3 separate regions of the Mus musculus genome follow, and regions 2 and 3 are each linked to region 1. The links are chromatin contacts, called in public Hi-C maps. All regions are on one chromosome and are shown on one strand. The core of a region is the stretch at or near the end of the contact, and the rest is flanking DNA. Distances in the headings are between cores, read along the strand shown. Region 1 has its middle 29 kb from the start of Gm35531. Region 2 has its middle 21 kb from the start of Gm42339. Region 3 overlaps Gm42339 (a long non-coding RNA gene).

Region 1 (3,124 bases), core at 422-2,921:
TGGTTCTGCATGACAAAGCCTGAGCTTGCTCCTCAATACCAGAGTTCCATTCTCTCCTGGCAATCACACCGGTCAACACTGTCACCTTATAAGCAGCAAGGACCCAATCCTGGCTGACTGGGGCCAGGAGTCTAGGCAGCTCACATGGGTAGATGGCGGGAGAGCCAACCTGGGTGGGGTGGGGCAGGTTCAGAAGCCATGCCTGACTCTACCCATTGACTGGCAGCCTGTGATCAGTCCACGCTGCTGGGCATAGTCACCCCAACCTACCCACTGTCACCACAATCCTGGGACACTGACTCCAAATATGTACTTCCTGTCTCTTTTTCCACGTCAGAGGCTGAGCTACGGTCACTCTCCAGCAGCAAGGGAGGATGGGAAAACTGGGAGCTGACTGGAGGAAGCCGGCCCGCACATATGGCATGGTTTGAATGAACGACGTCTACTGTAGAGGGTCCTCCCTCATCAGTCTGTTGAGAGCCATCTTGAGGTCCCAGCTGGACATTCAAGTCAAAGGTTCTGGATGGTAGGGCTTGGGTTGCCACTGAGTGCACAGCAGGTCCCCTTCTGAGGACAGAGAAGACACTTGCCCCACAGTGACTCAGACTTGGTGCTGGGGCTCCGCCCTGCTTCTATCACACATGTGTGTGCAGTGGGGGAACTGATTTCCCTTCTCTGGGCCTCACTCTTCCTTCTGTAAAATGGGGGCAATTGTAACACTCCATCCTGGGGACTGATGGGAGAGCCAGATGTTCAGATGTGAGAAGGGAGAGCCAGATGTTCAGGTGTGAGAAAGACTTAGCATCTATTAATGAACTGTCACTTGGCGATACAGCACGTGCACAACACAGAGCCAGTCCTAGTCTGGTGCCTGCTTCCCACGGTTTTCTTCTTTTCGCTCCCTGCACTGAAGCTCTTCCTACAGTGATAGAGAAGCCATCTGTGTAGAAACTTCATTGATTGATTGATTGATTGATTGATTCATTCATTCACTCACTCACTCACTCATTCTTTCATTCACCTAGCATTTCTTCTGATCTCATTATATCGTGTTCCGACCCCCCCCCCCCATCCTTGCTTGTGTGTCTCCTTGGCTTTTTTAAAGGAAGCTGTTTTTTATCTTACTTGCATTCACTGGCCTTGCCCTGGACCATCTTTCCTTCACATTGCTGGCTCTCAACTCTCCTGTCATTCAAGCCTCAGCTAAAGTGTACCTCTCCCTCTCACAGCCTTCCTGGCTACCTGAGTCAAGCCCAGTCTCCCACGCCCTATGTCTGCCTGCTTTGTTTTTTTGGACCAGGGAGGGGCAGAGTTTCCCTGCTGCTGGGGATGAGGCTGCCTCCTCACTTTCTACAGAACACAGTGTGAAGTCCCTCTGTCACTGTGAGACCTGGTATGTCCCACCCTCCCGGAAGATAAGCCTCTTGCTGGGTCATACATTAGGTTATGATAGGGTTGTGACCCCCATGCCTGGAGCCCTGGTGTGCCCCCAGAGGACTGGTGCTTTTGGTCACAGGCTGTGGGGGGTCTTTAGCAAGAGATGTGGGTGGGATTGGAAGGGAGTTAATGAGAGAGCCTGCTGATCTGGCAGCTTTTCTAATTAGGCTGTGACAGCTCCAGACCCAGCCAAGGAAATCGAGCTTCATATGCTAATCAGGCTCAGTCTGCTATTTCCCGGCTGGCAGAGTTGCCCTGAGCCTGAAGTGTGTGTGTGCCCAGCATGCAAGCCACTGGGGATGAGGGACATAGCTTCAGGTGGTAGCTGAGCTTCTGGGGCACTCAACTGCCCTGGTTCAGGGAGAAAGAGGCGTGGGTAATGGGAAAAAGCTAACAGCGAGCGGGTCAGCTACAGACCCTCCTATACTGAAAGATGATAGGCCTTGGATGCTCAATTTCCAAACCTCATCCCCTCTGATGCTGGGCAGTCATCTGTGTCAGGTCAGCTACTGGCCCTGGGACACTGGCCTATGTCAACACTGGGGCTGTGGATGCTTCCTGCCCAGCCTTGGGGGGGGGGGGGGGAGAGAAAGAGAGAGAGAGAGAGAGAGCGCTACACTACACTGGCTGCCCAAATGACACACACAGAACTTGTTGAGTTGATTTTCTTATTACTGATAAGAGCCTAAAATCTTAGATCTGGAACTAGAATCTGGAAGACACATGCCCAGGGATCCATCCATTCATCCATCCATCCATCCATCCATCCATCCATCCATCATCCATCCATCTATCCATTCATCCATCCAGTCTCTACTGTGCAATCCACTTAAGCACAGGGGACACAGAGAGAATGCTGTCTCTAATCAAGGACTTTATTGCCCAAGGACTGTAGATCAGCGTTTACTGACTGTGTGCTCATCTTCACGGGTCACAGAGGGACCCCTCTCTCAGATCTGCAGGCCAAGAAGGACCTTAGAGGAGCTGCATGAGACAGCCGAGGGGCTTCAGTGGGCTGTCGTCAGGCATTTTGTGTTCTTGACATCCCAACATGCCCTCTCTTTCCAAGGATGCTGTGGGTTAAGGCAAGCTGGGGAGCAGAATCACTTCTCAAAAAATCACTTTTCACAAAAGAGAGGCTTTTGGGAACGATGAGGCAGGATGTGGGAAAGCAGAGATAGGAGATGCTGACCGAAGTAACCTAAGTGGGGCAGGGCTCACAGGTTTGAGCCCATTCAAACAAATTACTTATGTTTAAATACTTGTTCCCCAGTTAGGTGAACTGTTTGGAAAGGATTTGGAGGTGTGTCCGTGTGGGGGGAGGTCTGTCTCTGGAGGTGGGCTTTGGGATTTCAAAAGCCCATGATGCCATTTTAATGCTCTGTCTCACCCTTGTGGGTCAGGATATAAAGCTCTCGGTTATTGCTCTAGCACCGTCCCTGCCTGCCTGCTGCCATGCTTCCAACCATGGTGGTCATGAACTCACCCTCTGAATCTGTAAGCCCCCAAATACACGCTCCTTCTGTAAGTTGCCTCGGTGATGGCATTTTTGCACAGTTATAGGAAAGTAAGCAAGACAGAGTTTGATGCTATAATTCATCATGGTGGGGAGATCGCAGTGACAGCAGCTTGAGGCAGCAGGTCCCAGCTGCATCCGTTGTCAAGAAGCAGAGAGTACGTGATGTCT
Region 2 (3,124 bases), core at 375-2,874, 210 kb after region 1:
GATATGCAGTTAGTCCTCATGGTGTGAAAACCAGGCCAACTAGGACTTCTGGCTGACATCAAACTAGTTCTGGAAAGCCACAAACATTCAGGAAACAAACACAGTATTATGAAATGAATCAGAATCTCAACTCCAGGGACCCTCCCGAGGCATCTTTAAAGACAGTGGAAAGATAGTAAATGATAGCCAATCAATAACTAATTTCTACCACCCCATCCTCATGTGTAACTAATCTCTTGGTGATTCCACACAGTAATTTTTAGGAGGAGCCGTAAAGCCCCGCCTTTTGGGTTAGACAAAGGCATGGTCCTTCATCCCACTGCGGAGGTAGAGTGAGGGGCCTTGGAGATGTCGACACACGCCTGGGTTCCACCCTCTCTGCCATTTGGAAATCCCCTCTTTCAAAGCAAATAAGATAGGAGCAGAGCGAACGGGAAAGCCAGTGTCAAAAGACAAAAGTTATTTTGCAGAGCAACAGTGTCTAGCATCTCCTTGGAGTCCCTGTACACACCACTCCTAAGGTAATGCAAACTTTTCCAAAGAGTTTTCAGTGTTTTGTAAAGAGGAGATGCCAGGACCCGGGCAGCTATCTATTGTAGTGATCAGAGAAGGAAATACAATCTGTGTGTAGCTATGAAGATTTATAAACATGGAGTCTGATCCTTCCCATCTCCCCCTTTTAATAACTGCAGCAGACAAGGACTGCTTCTCCATCTCTGGCACCAAAGGAAGACACTTTCTGTACCTTGCCAGTGGGGGGCAGGGGAGAGGGTCCAGTTAATCAAACGTACTCCCTATAAAAGCACGAGCATCGGAGTTCAGAGCCCCACCATCCATGGAAAAATGCTGAGCTCAGCAGCGTGAGCCTGCAATCCCAGCACTGGGAGGGCAGAGACTGGAAGGTAGGCAGGGAACGACCGAGGAAAACACATTCTCCACAGGTACACAGGTACACACACCCCAAATAAACAATAAACTCAAGGCGGCGAGCATCCATCCTAATGGGTGTAAGCATGTTATGTTCTATACAGTTAACACCTATTTAAATTGGGTGTAATGGCTCTTAATTGTTTTATTCTATGCACTGCAAAGCAGCCAATTGAATCTAATATTAGTCATTCATCAGATAAAACATTTTCAGAGAAGCAAACTGCTATATTTTGCCTTCAAAGAACAGCAAGCATTTTAAATACACTTTCCCAGAGCTGGGTACCCCGAGGAAAGTGCTTTAGAAATGCTACTTCAAACGACCCCCTTTCTACAACAAGATGAACTGAAACAAATGCTTAGCTCTGTATTTTGGGAGTTTTTTTTTGTTTTTTGTTTTTTTTTTTTTTAAAAAAACCAAGCCTCCTTCTGTCCACCTGTCAAAACCAGTTGTGACCCCATCAACCCAAGAGGTGGCCTCTGGGGCTGTGAAATGCACCACCCGGCACGGATGCCCTTGGCGAGGCTGGCCTACAGTTCTCCTTAGGATTATCCAACTCACTTGCAACAGGAGAGAGGCGATGGGCCCACTGCCAAGAGCTCTTTCAACAGAAATTCCGAAAGAAGATCCTGCGAAGTGCCGAGAGCCGATTTCCAGCAGTTCACTTTCTAGATTCTGTTACATAGCAACCATGCCCGCTCACACAGGGTACCCAGCGAGTTAATAGTTTGTTTAAATGACACTCTGTCTTAACCCTCTAGGAAAACCCAAGTTTGCCTCGTCACATGGCACCAACCCAGTGGTCTCGTCTGCAACAAAATACCCAGCAAAGACTTGATACGCTTCCTTTATTCATTTCCAAAAAGAAATTTAAAAAATTGAAAATGGATCTAACAGTCTCTTGGGGGATGGGGGGAACCAGGACATAAAAGGTGGCATTTTCCTGAAATCGCTTGTGGTAATATTGTTAAAGGCATACTGGCATGCTCTTAATGTCCATAATGTACTTTAGCTAAAAGTGACTTATATGGTTGTATTTTGAAAGATAAATACTCATTGCGTTCAAAAATCTCAGTGTGGAAAGTGACGACGTAACTGCACCAGGTATTCTTAGGGTCTGGTTCCCCTGAGTGGTACCAGTGCAGGCAAACAAGAATCACAGGAGCAACCCTAACCTGGAAGAACAGAAAGCCCCAAGACTCCCAGCTTCCGCGCATCTCTCTGGTGCCAGGTCGGGAGGGACGGGAGGAAGGCAGCCAGCCATACCTGAAAATTAGCTCACAACAACTCCAGGCTCCCCTTTAGGAACATAATAGAAGCCACAGCAAAAGAAGTAACCAGACCAGCTCTGCTGAGGGCTTCTAGAAAAACAGTGTTTAGAGACCCCAAAAGGAGGGGACAAATGAAAGCCAAACCTCACAAAGACAAAATTGCACGTTCTCTCTCTCTCTCTCTCTCTCTCTCTCTCTCTCTCTCTCTCTCTCTCTCTCTCTCTCTTTCTCTCTCTCTCTTCAGGACTGAGGTGCTATTATAGATAAGTAAATGCCCAGGAAGCTTATTCAGGAGTCTCTCTCTTTTTTCCCCACCTGCCTCATTCACATAAAGTCAAACTAACTTAGATGGGCATGTGACCCACAGGTGAGCTCAAGTCAAAACCCATTAACGTGCTTTCTGATTATACAGTCACCAAGGGCCCACGGTAAGGGTTCTGAAAACCATCAGCAGAGCTGACAGGAACAACCCAGACCCTCCTCCTCTGTCCTCCTATTACCTACCCACTGCCAGCCATGGGCATGGGCACATGGCAGGTGCAAAGTTCCCATGGGCACAGGGAGCTGCTGGTGTTGTGTGTTTTTAAAGATACTGAGTGACCCCCAAAGCCACTTCCATGTCTGCAGGCATGAGCCTCTTAGGAGGAAAAAAGGAAAAGAAAAAGAAAAAAACCAAAACACCTCCTGTTGCATCTCTACAACCATTTAGTCATAAGGATACCAGCCTTTCGATTTTCAAGTGAAGTGCACGAGCAGGGCACTCTGGCTTCCATAGCACGCCCAGTCCACCGCGCAACCCGCACTCAGATGAAACGCCACTTAACTTTTCCCTGTCTGAGGAACAGCTGGATGGTGGGAATATCCATTCGGTGTCCCTTTTTAGGGCTCTTGCTTCTCAGCAAAATGCCAGCTCTTAGCTAGTTCT
Region 3 (3,124 bases), core at 318-2,817, 140 kb after region 1:
CATCTTTGTAAATCAGGATGCGGGAGTGGTACGTACGGGGTGTAATTATCCAAACCCAATAAACTCTAGGGAGATCTCCAGAGTCTGCCTTCTTAAATGTAGTGCAGACCTGTGAGTTTTAGGAGAGGCAGCTATTGGGCTGCATTTCAGGAGAGTGACAGTCGTCTGAATAAAAGCCTCTGAGTGTGCAGGATAGACGGGTCTTGTTCATTTCCTTTATCTCTGTTATGCTCAGTGGCTCTGGGCAATCCTGAGCCCCATCTAACCTGTGACTTAAGAGAATCAGCCACCAAGGATCGTGGTGACAAGGAGGGGTTTGTCATAACCAGCCACATCAGGCTTGCTGCAGAGGATTCCCAGGCTGGTCTTCGATGTGAATACGTAAATGAAGTCGAGCTTCACGCTCCCTGACATCTACACTGGTTTAGTGGTCTCTTTAAATCTGAGGCTCCCCAGTAAAAATGTTCAATAGGGCATCCCAGGTTCACTGTTACGTGAGATTGTATAATATACGTTTCTTTATGGGGCAGTGTCTAGTACTTGCACTCGAGAGTAAAAGACATGAAGGAAGGCAGTAGCCCACGAAGCATAATTCACAAGGAGTGCTGTGTGACAAGCTTAAAGATGAAGTTACCAACCTGTTTTCATCTCTTGGTCGAGGCGGCCATCTATCTGATTGGAGACGTGATAGTGTCCACATAGAGGAATCCAGGAATTCTGTTAGGCATGGAAGGGCTGCAGAGGATTTGCTGCCCAGAGAGGAGCAGAAGGCTTCAAAGCACGTGGACACTTCGTGGAAGGAGAATGACCCCCTAGAATTATTACTCCTTCCCTTAGTGCCAAAGGCTCCCTTCTTGCTTTATAGCACGTTCTGCCCTAGCTGGTCTTGACGGTTGCTGTCCCTCCCACTGTCTGAGTACCTCATTCAGGGAACTTGGCGCATACCGGGCCAGGATCCAAGCAATTCCTTGAGAAGAAATCTTGTCTCTGCTTCTAGGAAGGTACAGCTTGGGTGACAGATGCCTCAGGATCTGGAAAGCCAGGGGGCCTTTCACATTTTCCCCACCTCCTCTTGAGCACTTTAAGTTTCCAATGAGGAAATAATTTCTGGTCTTCAGTAAGGGCAAAGTCTTTCTAAGGAGTGATGGCCAAACGGCCTCTACACCCTGACTTCATCTCTCAGCCTCAATTCCAAGTCTCCAGACCGCAACGTCCCACGTGGGAAATACACTTGCCAGAGCGTTCCCATGCCTCAGACACACAGAGACTCTCTGTCCAGCTCAAGTCGCAAGCTTATGCTGCAGCCAGACCCAGGTAGAAGGACTCAGCCCTGCATCACATGGCTAGGTCCTGAGCAGGTGCCGGAGTAAGTTTCTGGAAACATACCGGAGCCTCAGCACGGTTCACACCCATCAGCTGTTCCTGGAGGTTTTTTTTTTTTTTGGTCAGAGAGAGAAATTTATCGCATCCAAATGTGTAGTCTCTGCACGAGGGGGAGTGTGTATGCGTATTCTTGGCGCCTTCCTCTGCAAACAGAATAACAAGTAAGCGCATGCGTGAACCGGGAGACAAGCTGCTTAGCACTCGGCTTCCTTGGCTCAGGCCTGGTGTGTGTGAGCTGACAATTGGAGGCAGTTCTGGGCAGCAGTCTTTTGCTACAATTCCTTCACGAAGAAGAGATGGAAGTACGGAATTCTATGGACCAGGCTCTCCCCAGCTGCCACCTCAGAGCGTTCCATGTACTTGTGTCCTATGCTTGCTTGGACTATATTCTAGCTGTTTTCTTTCATGTTGGTTTCTGTTATTAAACATTGAAGAGAAGAGGTTTTGTCTTAAGCATTTTAGTGTTGGCCCTGAGCCAAACAGTGCCAAGGATGGTCTGGTATTCCAGGGCTCACCCTAGTATTTACATCCTGAGAGCTCTGCATGTGACCCCTGTGGACACAGTGGGGACCATGACAGTTGTATCCTTGAAAAGACATTGATAGTCCATGTTAACTCAAAATCTTTTCTTCTTTTTAAAAAAATGATTTCATTGTTTTTAAGTGTGTGTGTGTGTGTGTGTGTGTGTGTGTGTGTGTGTGAGAGAGAGAGAGAGAGAGAGAGAGAGAGAGAGAAAGAATGTGTAGGTATGTGCACATGAATGCAGGTGCCTGAAGAGGCCACAGGAGGGCGCTGCATCTCCCGGAGCTGAAGTTAACAAGAGCACATAACAAGAGGTTATGCGCTGCCTGCTGCTGGAAGCCGCACAGTAGGCACTCTTTACTGCTGAACCACCTCTCCATCCCTCAACATATTCTCTTAATGAAGAAAGTGGCCCCATGAGAAAAAGAACCTGCCGTCCCACAGGAGGGCCTGGACCCAAGCAGAGCTCTTGCTACATTACTGTTAACAAGACCATGATTTGGCAAATGACAGCACATTCATGAGGCCATTTACTTAGGGTTCCAGAGGCTGGATATGAAGGTTAGAGTCTGCAGAGAGGCAGACTCAGTGGGACAAGAGATTCCCAATACGAGAGTCTCCTCCTCTCTCCCTGGTGACAGAAATGGACCAGAGATGTTTTTTTTTCCAACATCAGTGATAGGAATAGCAGCAGAACAGTATTCTGAGAAATTGTGAGTTTCTGTAGTTTGAGTGGCAGGGCACCAAGGCCCTTCCATCCTATGGGGAAGGCACCACAGAGCCCCAGCTTAATTTGCAGTCAGGGGCCCACTGCTTGCACTGTGCCCACAGTGCAAAAGAATAGAACAGCTTCTGCCTTTGGGGTTTGCATCGGTACAACCAAAGGACAGAATTTGCTTTACGGCTTCAGCCCCATCGAAACACAGAGAGAACTCTTCAAACATGAGATCGCCGCATGGGTAAATCACTCGAATCCCCTCTTCTTCAGCTGTACCCAATTTTCACATTGGAGAAAGCAAGGACACCCTGTGATGAGTGACGTCTGATGTCAAATCCCAGCTTTCCAGCAAGATCCAGGGGCTACACTGGGCAGAATTTGACTGTGTCTCTGACCTCACTTTCTCCGCTAGGACTCCCACAAAGTTTTTTTTTTAAAGGCTGTCACTGGAGGCTGCTGAGCACCCTTCAGCTACTCTGCTCAATGCATCTAGTTTTATCC

Evidence for each region. A called contact is a pair of places that touch in the nucleus more often than the background predicts.
Region 2: a Hi-C map of cortical neurons shows a contact between it and region 1, with 2.4 times the contacts expected there. The contact joins two enhancer-like sites. A contact is called at or near these places in 9 of 484 Hi-C or Micro-C datasets (brain, cerebellum, cerebral cortex and 5 more) and 1 of 115 datasets of contacts at active chromatin or transcription factors (embryonic midbrain).
Region 3: a contact with region 1 is called in a Hi-C map of cortical neurons, with 1.7 times the contacts expected there. The contact joins two enhancer-like sites. A contact is called at or near these places in 20 of 484 Hi-C or Micro-C datasets (cortical neurons, embryonic stem cells, gonadal supporting cells and 3 more).

The regions. Positions count from the first base shown.
Region 1 is chr4:142,266,085-142,269,208 of GRCm38.p6, forward strand. No RefSeq gene overlaps it. Among named protein-coding and RNA genes, the nearest start is that of Gm35531, 29 kb to the left of the region's middle. Within about 2 kb of position 1,672, at least 37 of the 459 cell types and tissues checked have an H3K27ac peak or open chromatin away from gene starts, as enhancers often do. A contact at or near this core is called in cerebral cortex and cortical neurons, where this site is marked.
Region 2 is chr4:142,472,672-142,475,795 of GRCm38.p6, forward strand. No RefSeq gene overlaps it. Among named protein-coding and RNA genes, the nearest start is that of Gm42339, 21 kb to the left of the region's middle. Within about 2 kb of position 1,625, at least 24 of the 459 cell types and tissues checked have an H3K27ac peak or open chromatin away from gene starts, as enhancers often do. A contact at or near this core is called in cerebral cortex and cortical neurons, where this site is marked.
Region 3 is chr4:142,409,819-142,412,942 of GRCm38.p6, forward strand. It overlaps Gm42339 (a long non-coding RNA gene), which reads right to left. Exons shown (of 2, transcript XR_003955298.1): 2 at 1-1,798. Among named protein-coding and RNA genes, the nearest start is that of Gm42339, 42 kb to the right of the region's middle. Within about 2 kb of position 1,568, at least 42 of the 459 cell types and tissues checked have an H3K27ac peak or open chromatin away from gene starts, as enhancers often do. A contact at or near this core is called in cortical neurons, where this site is marked.